Linked DNA regions of Mus musculus: region 2 is linked to region 1. A link is a contact called in public HiChIP or PLAC-seq data. All regions are on one chromosome and are shown on one strand. The core of a region is the stretch at or near the end of the contact, and the rest is flanking DNA. Distances in the headings are between cores, read along the strand shown.

What was found. HiChIP or PLAC-seq counts read pairs in DNA pulled down with a chosen protein or histone mark.
Region 2: a contact with region 1 is called in an H3K4me3 HiChIP or PLAC-seq map of bone marrow-derived macrophages, with 5 times the contacts expected there. The contact joins the promoter of Nfe2 here to the enhancer-like site in region 1. A contact is called at or near these places in 1 of 484 Hi-C or Micro-C datasets (CD4 T cells), 4 of 115 datasets of contacts at active chromatin or transcription factors (bone marrow-derived macrophages, extraembryonic endoderm stem cells, memory CD8 T cells and 1 more) and 1 of 9 other capture datasets (adipose tissue).

The regions. Positions count from the first base shown.
Region 1 is chr15:102,526,721-102,532,198 of GRCm38.p6, reverse strand. Atf7 (activating transcription factor 7) reads left to right here. Exons shown (of 12, transcript NM_001310067.1): 12 at 1-3,563. Among named protein-coding and RNA genes, the nearest start is that of Npff, 4.8 kb to the right of the region's middle. Within about 2 kb of position 2,823, at least 4 of the 459 cell types and tissues checked have an H3K27ac peak or open chromatin away from gene starts, as enhancers often do. A contact at or near this core is called in bone marrow-derived macrophages, where this site is marked.
Region 2 is chr15:103,252,613-103,258,090 of GRCm38.p6, reverse strand. Nfe2 (nuclear factor, erythroid derived 2) reads left to right here and starts at 2,652. Exons shown (of 3, transcript NM_008685.3): 1 at 2,652-2,941.

The DNA.
Region 1 (5,478 bases), core at 1,574-4,073:
TGCTTCCTAGGATTTTTTTTTCCTGCTTATGAATTTTGTTTCTTTTTTTTTAATTGTCTTGATTTCCCAGTAGCAGCCTTACACTAAAATATGACTGAGCTTATAGCTTCCAAGGGCCCCCCTTGGCTATTTTCTTCCTCCATCAGTCAAGTGTTTAATTCAGTGTAACCTACCAGTCTGTCCTGGGTTGCATGTCTAGTATACGTGGAGGTTCTTTTTCACTTTCTTGACCCTCATGTCTGCTTCTCTTGAGTCTTTGTTTTTATAGCAGGAAGTTAGTATTGGGGGCTTGAATGATGCAGGGCACCAACAGAACCATTGCAGGACTGAAATCCCCAGACTACCGATACCTTGGTGGTCGGTTCTCAGCTTCACTAAGAAAGCAGAACGGCTGCTTATGCTGAAGCCTCTGTGACAGTCAAGGGGGTCATCACCTACATTATTGCTGCCAGGGGTCACAGCCCTGACCTTTGCCTTCCAGACTTAACTGAACCAGAACCAGATACCATAGAGGATAGCAATAAACCCTTCTTGACATCTGACTATGATGTGTCATAGCGGGGTCTCTGGTCATGTCTATTTGGGGTTCAATATGCCTCTTGTATTTGAATGTCAACTCCTGTCCCTAGGTATAGGAAATTTTGTGATATAATTTCATTAAATAGTTTGACTAATTCCTTTTTAATTTATCTCAGGTCCTCCTTCTCCCCAGTGGCTTCTGAGGTTTGTTTGGTCTTTTAAGTATATTCCAAGCTTCTTGAAAATACTGGTAATATCTATCTCTCTCTTTCTCTCTCTCTCTCTCTGTCTCTGTGTGTGTGTGTGTCTGTCTGTCTGTCTGTCTGTCTGTCTGTCTGTGTGTGTCTGAGTATATGATTGTTCCAACTTTGTGCTCCACTGCAGAACTGCATGATCTTAATCTCTTGGGGACACTTTCTAGTGAGGGTTTTCACTTTCATGTTTCTTTCATGTTAATTTCTATCTTGTTCCTTTTCCATGTTTGAATGCCCTCATCAAAATCTCCCTCCATATATCTGACTTTCTCCTCCAACTTACCCACTGTTTTGTTCATTTTGGAGGTTTTGTATACAGTTCCTAGTTCATGCATTTGTATCTGAGACTTCTACATCAACTCTGAACTCTTTCTCAGACTTCTCAGTACTTTTGGTTTTCATTAAGGAGAGGTTTGTAGTATGCCCTGGTCTGCTGTTGTCTCATGTTCCTTGTGTTTCTCTGTGGAATTTTGTACATCAGTCAGGATGGCTATGTCCTCCAGTTTTAACTCATCTTTTCCCAACTCTGTTTTGTTTCATGTAACTAAGCCCTTCTTCAGAGGTCTGTCAGAAAGGCGCTGAGAGTGTGATGTCTCAGGCCCAGGTGTGGTCAGAGGCCTGGTCTGTGCTCTTGCCACCCACTCCATATAACACAGAGTGTTCAGAGTCTCAAAGGCTGAGAAGCCGCCCAACACGCAGGGAGAGCTGGGAAGGACACGGCCCCTTCATTCACTTTCACTCCCTTCCTGTTGGCTGAGATGCCAGATCTGCCTGCTTCCTTCCTCCACTCCTTCCCATGGCTGTAAGCACCAGACCACATACTTAAGGGAGCTGTGCTGGTGAACCTTGCCTTGCTGCCTGCCTTCCCTCTCCCATTCTGTAGCTCTTGACTCCTTCCTTGATTCACCTCTTCCGTCTCCTCAGGGACCCGCCCTCCAGCACCATCATCCTGAGAGATATAACTGTACTTTGTACAGCCTGAACCGCCAAAAAGACACACACATGCAATTCTTCCTCTGGCTTCTGAGAGGCTCCTTAAAGGTGCTAACTGCTCAGCTCACTCTCCCCGGCGTGTCCCCATCCTCAGAACACATTTCCATTATCTATTGTACCCACCAAAAAGAAATATGTACTTCTTATGAAAAGAAAACCCTAGTCTGTTCAGATGTGTCTCACAGCTGTGTGACACGTGCCTTCGTTGCTATGCTTTCTCCTTTCTTTAGCCATGTTTGACCAGGGTGGGAGGGGTGGTGGGACAGGACAGGTGAGGATCCTAAAGCCTATCAAAAGACCCTACCCCACTCCAGTCCAGCTAGACATTCTTCTTACAAATTCTGTTTCTGTCTGTATATGTGCATATGCATAGACAAATCCCCCTATTCCACCAGCCTGGTGATCCATAGGAATGAGCAGTGCCTGCTGGCCACATTCCCACCGTTTGCACTGTTACTTTGAGGTAAAATCCTACCCTAGAATGAACAAAGGCTGGTGAAAGTAGGGCAGATTAAGGCAGCTTATGTTCTTGTAAATGCAAGTTTCTATTTCAGCTAGTAGGTGTTTTCTTTTTCTGTTTTGTTTTTTAATGTAGAGCTGGTAGGCTATAAGCCAGCAATTGTGAGTAAGGCTTTAGCTATTAGTGGCTGTGAGCACTAGTTTCATTGACTTTACCTTAGGGCAGTGGTTCTCAGAACATGGTCCAAGAACAACATCAGCAGCACCATCACCTGAAGAGCTTGCTAGAAATGTACACTCTGGGCCATCCCAACCTCCTGAGTTGGCCACTCTGAAGGTGAGCTTTAACTAACAGTCTCTGCTGCTAGTTCACACTAATGCATGACAGTCCCTAGCGGACAGGCTGGGAGCATCTTAGCTCTGGGATGACAACGATTACTTTAAATGTCTTCTCTGCCTTAGAATTGATATTTTTATTTCCCCCAGTCCTTCCTTCCTCTTCCATTAAAACAGCCACCACCACATTACTCATCTCAAATTCTAGGTTGGTCTTCCTTCTAGTCTTAGCTCTAAAACTCTTGCCTGCATTGGTCTGGACTCATATTTCCTTGCAGGCTACTAGTTCTGCATTCTTGGTGACTTTAGCCAGCAGGAAGGCCAGGAGTGGTGGTGGCATATGCCTTTGATCCCAGCACTTTTGAGGGAAGCAGAGGCAGGCAGATCTCTTTGTGTTCAAGACCAGTCTGGTCTACATAGGGAGTTCAAAGCCAATCATAGCTATGCAGTGAGACCCTGTCTCAAAACAAACAAACAAAATCAGCAGGAGCCTTAGTTGTCCATTTCTTCCCTGTGCACACACCACATCTCTTACAGGAAGATTAGCCTCCACCCCCACAGTGGAGCCTCCTACATCCTGATAGAGTATATGTTGAGAAGCCATGTGTATCTATGAATATAGCTCTGTTCTATATCCTTTTGACATGTAGCAATACCTCTCCATCCTCAAGGAACTCAACCCAGTCTGGGTCTCCCCAGGCTCCAGTGGTAGACTCTGACAGGTGGGAGGATACAGTGCTCTGGGCTGTTTTGTTACAAAAGTGTCTTCTGTCCTTTCCCTCCTCCCAATTCAGCATGACCCCTGTGAGCAGGCTCTCACAATCTCCTGGGGCAGGGCTGAGGCAGGGGCTTTCAGCTCTTCTCCATAACTATCCCTTCTTCCTTCCCCCATGCCATTTAGCAGTTATCACCCAGCCTTGCCTTCTCCCTCCATCCCTTGCCCTGACATATACTGTGCCTTATTTATGCTGCAAATATAACATTAAACTATCAAGAGAATGACTGGTATGTTTGGTGCTTCCCTACGCAGACTCATGGGGCCCATTGGTCACTCCTAGAGACTCAGTAGGCATTTGTGTCTGACCATCCTCCTCCTTCCACTTCTTAGGGCAGAACTAGCAGGCTCTCTCTGCTTTCAGTAAGTAACATGGTGTTGGAAAAGGCACAGAGTTCAGATCTTTAAACTGCCTCAGAGCCAAGGCATCACAAAAAGACTGACCAATGGGAATACTGAACACCCTGGCTCTTTCAGTGTTTTATGCTCACCCACTTCCAACAATTGAAAGGAAGAAAAAGTCCTACTCCCAAGAAAGGGGCTTGGGAGTGTACAAAGAGGTAGACAAAGTCAAGCTTTCTCCAGAGACTAGAAGGAATAGCTGAAGAGATGGCTCAGTAGTTAAGAGGAAAAACTGCTCTTGTCTCAAAAGATCCGTTTGGTCCCCACACCCATGTTGGCTAGTTTACCACCACCCTTAACTCCAGCTGCAAGGGATCTGGTGCCCTCTTTTGGCCCCCACAGGCACTGCACTCACTTGCATAACCCTTCCCCCAGCACACATATACACAATTAAAAAGTTAAAAAAAAAAAAATTAAAAAGAGAAGAAGATTGGAAACTCGAGGCAAACTTTGTAAAAGCAGATTAAAGCTCACAGGAGAACAGGTAATGATCAGGGTGAGGAAGACGGACAGGTGAGCCACTGATCCTTTCTGTGTCTGTGTCTTCCACTAAAAGTGGAAACCACCAAGGAGACAGACTGAAGAACCTGACAAAAGACAGAACAGGTACCTCTAAGGTTCCTTGGTAGAACAGATCTACTGGGTTGGTGTCTGGTGAAGGACTCAGAGCCTCCTTAGGAAATGGAAACACTTACTGGCCATCACTGTGTGGGCCCCAGCAATTAAGGTACTTACTGCCAAGCCTGAAGACCTGAGCTTGATCCCTGGATACATGTGGTGGGAAGAGAACTGGCAAGGTGTTCTCTGAGCTCCACATATGCTCTGTGGGGCATGTGTCTCCTTCTCCCCAGGTAAATAAATGAATGAGAAAGTGGGTGGGGAGCACACAGTATGTCCAAGAAAGAGAGAACATTACCAAAAGCTAAGACAGAGTCTGGAGGAAGACTGGAGAGGTGGCTCAGTGGTTAAGAGCACTTGTGTTCTAGAGGACTTGAGTTCCGTTCCATTTAGGTGGCTCACATCTGGAATTCCAGCTCCTCAGACACCCGCTCTTGCAGATATACAATTAAAAATTTAAAAAAAAATTTTTTTTAAAGATTTATTTATTTATTATATGTAAGTACACTGTAGCTGTCTTCAGACACTCCAGAAGAGGGAGTCAGATCTTGTTACAGATGGCTGTGAGCCACCATGTGGTTGCTGGGATTTGAATTCTGGACTTTCGGAAGAACAGTCAGGTGCTCTTACCCACTGAGCCATCTCACCAGCCCCAATATTTTTTTTTTTTTTTTTTGAGACAGGGTTTCTCTGTGTAGCTCTCACTGTCCTGGAACTCATTCTGTAGACCAGGCTGGCCTTGAACTCAGAGATTTGCCCTACCTCCCAAGTGCTGGGACTAAAGGCATATGTCACCACAGGCCAGCTGAGATCCTGTATTTAAATAAATAAGTCTGGAAGGTGATAAATAAAACTAAGTCTAGAAGATGAGAATCCTAGCACACAGGTTAGGATGATTAATTTTTGTTGAGGTTAGAAGTGAACCAGCTTCTTTGTGAACTTAGTAGCTTCAGCCCAGACTCCGGTACTGAAGCAGCAGTGCAGTGAACACAGGGTGGCTGCTGTGAGACTGCTGTGTACGCAACCCATCTGCTGTTCAGGACAGCTTCCTGTTCACAGGGTTAGGTTTTTTTATTGTTCTCTGGGTGCTGGAGATTGTGCTCAGGGGCCTCCAGCAAGTTG
Region 2 (5,478 bases), core at 1,403-3,902, 730 kb before region 1:
GCAGATTGTAAGTCAAGCCAAAGAAGCATTGTTGTAGGGCATTGACTGTGGACACAGGGATCTCTGGCAGAAGGGGGCTAAAGTGAATCAATCCCCTTCTCCCTGGGGTAACTTTGAGGCAGGGCACAGCCCATAAACCACAGGACAGAGCTCTGCCTTGGGAGGGGTTGAGGTGAAGTGGGCTGTAATGCCTCAGGGGAGATGGGCAACTTACTTAGCTCATTATACCTGGCCACATCCCAACAAATAGGGAGTAAAGGACTTCAAATACTTCTAGTAGTGTCTGCAGGGGAGACTATACCCTCTCTAGTTTGATTCTCAGAAGCCTTACTCTCCAGCCCCTGTTAAATTGTACAGTACTCCTTATCCCAGATCCTAGGACCTAGGAAAATATTTGCTGCTAGGTGACATTCCCCAGCCCCTGGGGTGTTTAGGCTTATCACCTACTTGTCACCTCATGCCCACTCTAGAAACATCTGTATTTTATGCTTCAGCATATCCACACCTTTGCTAGAATACTCTTTTTTTTTTTCTCCACAGCCCAAGTCTACTGGAAAGCCTTGCTTGGATTTCACCAAGTAGGATTAATTTCTTTCATTGCACACTGCTTCACATAGACTTTTTGTGTTGTTTTGTTTTTGAGGCAAGGTCTTCCTATGTATGTATGTATGTATGTATGTATGTATGTATGTATGTATGTATGTGTGAGGCTGTCCTGGAACTTACTGTATAGATCAGGCAGGTCTGGAGTAGTGATTCTTTTGTCTTTGTTTCATGAATGCTTTTTTCTTTTTTAAACAGTGTTTCACTATATGTCACATGCTGTCTTGGAATTTACTATGTAGCCCAGGTTGGCCTTAAAAAAAAAAAAAAAAAAAAGTCTGTCTTCCTGCCTCAGCCTCCCAAGAACTGGATTTTTAGGCATGTGTTTTCATGTCCACTGGCTATAGATCTGAGTGGGTGTGAAAACATGGACTGTCTTAGTCATATTTGTGTTTCTGGAGTAGAAAATAAATATTTTTGAATGAATAAAGGCTAAGGTCTGTCTATGTTGTATATAGATATATCTGAAATGCCATACACCCTGTTCATGAATTATCTGTAATCTGATATTATACAAACAACTGCATGTGTGACTGTTACTATCTCTTATCTCCTATGAGGACCCTAATAAGTATGCAAGGGCATGTATGTGACCTAGATTCAGTCTCACACTAGGCCCCAAGCCCACATCCAGCATGCAGTAAAGTCATTGGATTGCCTCCTGACCCGCATAAACTATACAGGTGTGTGTGATCAGGTTGGAATGGGAAGTACTCAGCCTTAGGTCTAGCTGAGTGTGGGAAATCTCAGAGATGTTAGCTTGATGGGAGGTTCCTTGTGGTATCAACACACTAAGTCATTACTTGCTTGACTATGTTGCCAGGTTGTGGAAGATAGTGGGGAGAACTAGAGTGGTCAAAGAAGACACTTTTGTGATCGAACAGTTGGAAGGCTCCCAGCAGCTGTTGTTCATGCTTCAGGCCAATATAGTCCCACTATTCTAACAGAAAGCACAATCCTATCCAAAGCGTTAGCAGAATGACACCTCTACCTTGGGGTAGGACTCACCTGCTTTTCTGCCTATCTTATTAGTTTGTTTTTCAGAGACAGGGTCCCATGCACATCAGGCTGGCCTCAAACTCACCACGTAGCCAATGTTGACCTTGAACTCACCTTTCCTCTAGCTCTTGAATACAGGGGTTCTAGGTCTTTTGTCAAATACCCAGCTTTGCTTCTGGTCTAAAAATGTTTCCAAATTAACTTGAATATCAGTGAGAAAAACAATAGAGAAAAAGTGGTGTAAGCCGTATCAATCAGAACCGAAGTTAGATAGACCAAAAAGACATGTTCCTTTGGTCTGAAAGTTACTGAAGCAGACACAGTGAGCACTCCTATAATTCCAGCACAGGGAAAGCAGATGAGAGACTTCTGGGAGAGCACAGTTGTCTGATACAGAGCTGTTGTGTACTAGGAGATGAATCTGATGTACATATGTAGCCTGGCCTGCAAGAAAAAAAGATCCCTTTTAGGGAGACTAATTATTAACCAACAGGACAGTCTCCCACCTAAGGACCCTCACCCCACACACACTGGCAATAAATAAATAAATAAACAAACAAATAAATAAATAAATAAATAAATAGGACAAAAAAGAATCCTTTGTCCTAGAGCATCTGAGGCAGGGGTTGGCGGGGTAACTCATTAAAGGATACCTCTAAGCAGCTAGCAGCCTCTCATCCCCAAAATAGTTCCCTTAGAGCCCAGGCTTTCTAGAAGTGAAGGTTGTTGCCCTAAGCAAATTGGACTCAGATACCTGGTTCTTACTGCCTGCTGCCTTTTGCCTTGTTATGACTTAGTTTCCCTGTCGGTCTTTAGGAGACACCACCTGAAAGAAAGAGGAGGCTGCGGGCCATGTTTATTTAAGCTTAGGAGTCTCTTGTGAGTGGACCATCGACTGTGAAGTCAGCCCGAACAAACAGGGAATGAACTGTCCTGGACCAGCTGGAGAGGGTCTGAAGCCTGTGAGCCCCGGGTGCCCCCGCTGCCACAGAGAGGCGGGGGCGGGGTGCAGCAGAAACCACACCGGGCTCAAGTTTCCTCTCTTGGCCAGAAGGGGCAGGAGGAGAAGAGGGCCACGGGGAAAGGGAAGGGTTGGAGGAAGCACTGGTAACTCCGACCGAGGGCTTCGGAGAGACCGCCGGTGCGCCCGCTTCTACCGGGGCCAACCGGTGCTCCGCGCCCAGCCATGGCCCGGGGGCGGGGCTCGGCCCTCAGTAGTACTCAGAGGCAGCGCTCAGCGCCCAGGAGGTGTCAGCTCTGACCCAGCCTCTCAGGGACACTACCCGCAGCCTCATCTCTCTCCTCGCCGGGCTTGGAATCCGCCACAGGTGCCTGAAAGGCGAGTCTGAAGGGACGCCTCAGTGGGCTCTGGGGAGGTCAGGCTGGGCAGGTGGAGGAGGTACAGGGAGGAATACCTAAGTTTCTGTCTGGATGTTTCTAAGACATCTTCCTAGACTATACCTGGTGTAGGAAACTGATACATTAGGAGTAATAATACTACTTGGAGATACTTTTAGATGACTTCCTGGCTGTTCTAGGACCCTTGGGGTGGCTGGGGTGGGAGGTTGTAGGTGGGGGGGCTACACAATGCTTTACTAAATAGCACCCTGGAGGAGCAGGGGAGTGAACAGGAGGAACCCTTCAACTGGCCTGCTGACTGGGGGAGCTAGTAGGCTCCAGTAATATGGTGCCACCTTGTACCCTTCCCCATGGTATTCTGTAGCCCCGACCATCTGAGATTTGGGGGAAGCGAAGGGACCATAAATATGGGATGTCTGAACTTCTGAAAAACCTTGTTACAGCAAGGTGGGGGGGTTGGCTGAGTGGTTCCCCGTTGCCTCTCCTCCTGTACAGTCCTAAGCTGGACCTGAAAAGAGGAGGGCATTCAATCTCAGTGTAGATGCTTCTATGGAAACTCTTGGCTGCTAGTAGCAGGAGGTTGAGATGCTATGGGAGAAAAGAGAGCCACCAGATCTGCGGACTGCAGCCTCTACTTATTGCTTCCAATGAGCCAGAGTTCTAGGGATAGAGTCACTGGAGAGCAGAAATTCATTCCCTTTTCCTTGTTTCCAAGCATCATGTTGATATATATATATATATATTCCCAGGGGACTAAGCCTTCGTGGTTCAAATCTTCCCTCTTCGTTCTATTGACTTCTTCTCTATTTTGCCTCTGCGTGCCTCTCCCTTTTGAGAAATTCTCCGTAATCTTTGTAACAAGGTTGCTTACCTGCTAATTTACACACCAAGTTTTACTCATATCTCTCTAATCCTTCCTTTGTCTGTGTTGACACCAAGAGAGGTGGGGTAACCTAATAAGCCTCAATACAGTACCCTGAAGCAAGCTCCCTGTCAAAGAAGTTCAAAGTCTTAGGCTAGCAGTGGAAGCCAAAATGTCTTCTTCTACCTCTCCAAATGATCCTGTATCCCTAGAAAGTTTTGTAACCTGTGAAGTCTTTGGAATCATGAGAAGATCTTTGGAAGATTCTAAGGATGTAGCTTGGTGGTAGAGTGTTGGCATGGCATATTCAAGGCTCTGGGTTGGTCTGGAAGGAGGGAAGGAGAGTAGGCAGGTAGGACCACCAGAGTGAAAAGGAAGAATGGAAGTTTCTGCAGTTGGCTCAAGTTCTACCAGATCTACAGTGTGGAGGATCGAAGGGGATAACCACCCCAGTAGATCTGGTGGTTTTATGACCTGAAGAGGAAGGCTAAACTGTAAAACAAGAGCAGTGTTGCTAAAGAGCCCCTGGAAAACTAGCTCACATTCCCTGTCTCTTTTCACTACCCTCTCTGGTATTCTTTCTGTCTGGCTTCTAGTCTGTCCTACTGGCTGCAAGCTTGCTGGTCCTCTGAAAGGCAGGCTCCCAAGATCCAAAGGGCCTGTGCCTGGTACAAGCCAATGGTCTGGTGGTTTCCTTTATGAACCTCTGCTCAGCCTCCAGCCTCTTCCTGCCCCCTCTACACTCTTTTTTTTTTTTTTTTTTTTTTTAATCTCAGGAACAAGAAGACTTACTTTCAGGTCTTCATAGGAAAGGGCTGATAGCTAGGTACCACTTGAAGTCTAGCTTTGCCTGGGTTTGTAGCTAGATGAAGAGTATAGACAACTTGCTATTCCCCTTTCCGGCTTTATGTTCTTTCCTGCAAATTCATCTAGATGTGTGTTTCTTGAGGTGAGTCTGGCCTCCTCTCTATGTCTAGGGCATTGTTGTTCTTAGGGGCCTGCACATCCCAAGGCATCAGGCATGTTTTCCATACACCCCAGGTAAATGTGGCTGACTAGATGCAGCTTGTTCCTTCTACAGTTGTGAATTTCTCTACTCCTGTCTCCATTTAGCTGGAAACTGTGATGCAATTTGTCCAAGGCCATACATCTTGAAGGCTGGAGAATCTTGCCTACTAGGGCAAGATCTTTGTATAGTACCTCAGATTCAGATCCAGGAAGACAGGTGAGACAAAGAGAGGTAGACTGGGTGAAGAACTTTGATGCAACAGTATAGTCCCTGCCTACCCAAAAACTCCTTCTTCATTCACTAAGCCTTTGGGCAATTTCCGCCAGAACTTGGGTGGGGAGGGTGGAGTTCCGGTGTTGAAATGGCATCCTGGACAGACATAAACACCCCACCCATTCTACCCGTTGGTCAAAGGCCTGTCTATATCAACTCCCATTTCTGGGGATGGCTTTATAGCAAGAGGGTGGAGGCAGAGCCTCAGGCAGATCAGTTGTTAAAAGGACACTTGGTAGTGGCTATACATTTTGTGGTAGGTCCAAGAGGAGACTCCATAATGAATAGCAGGAGGAGCTATCCTTGTGATGGGTCATATAAAGTCATACAATTTGAGGTCATACAGCCCTATCCTCTGGTCTTCTGTAAGGCG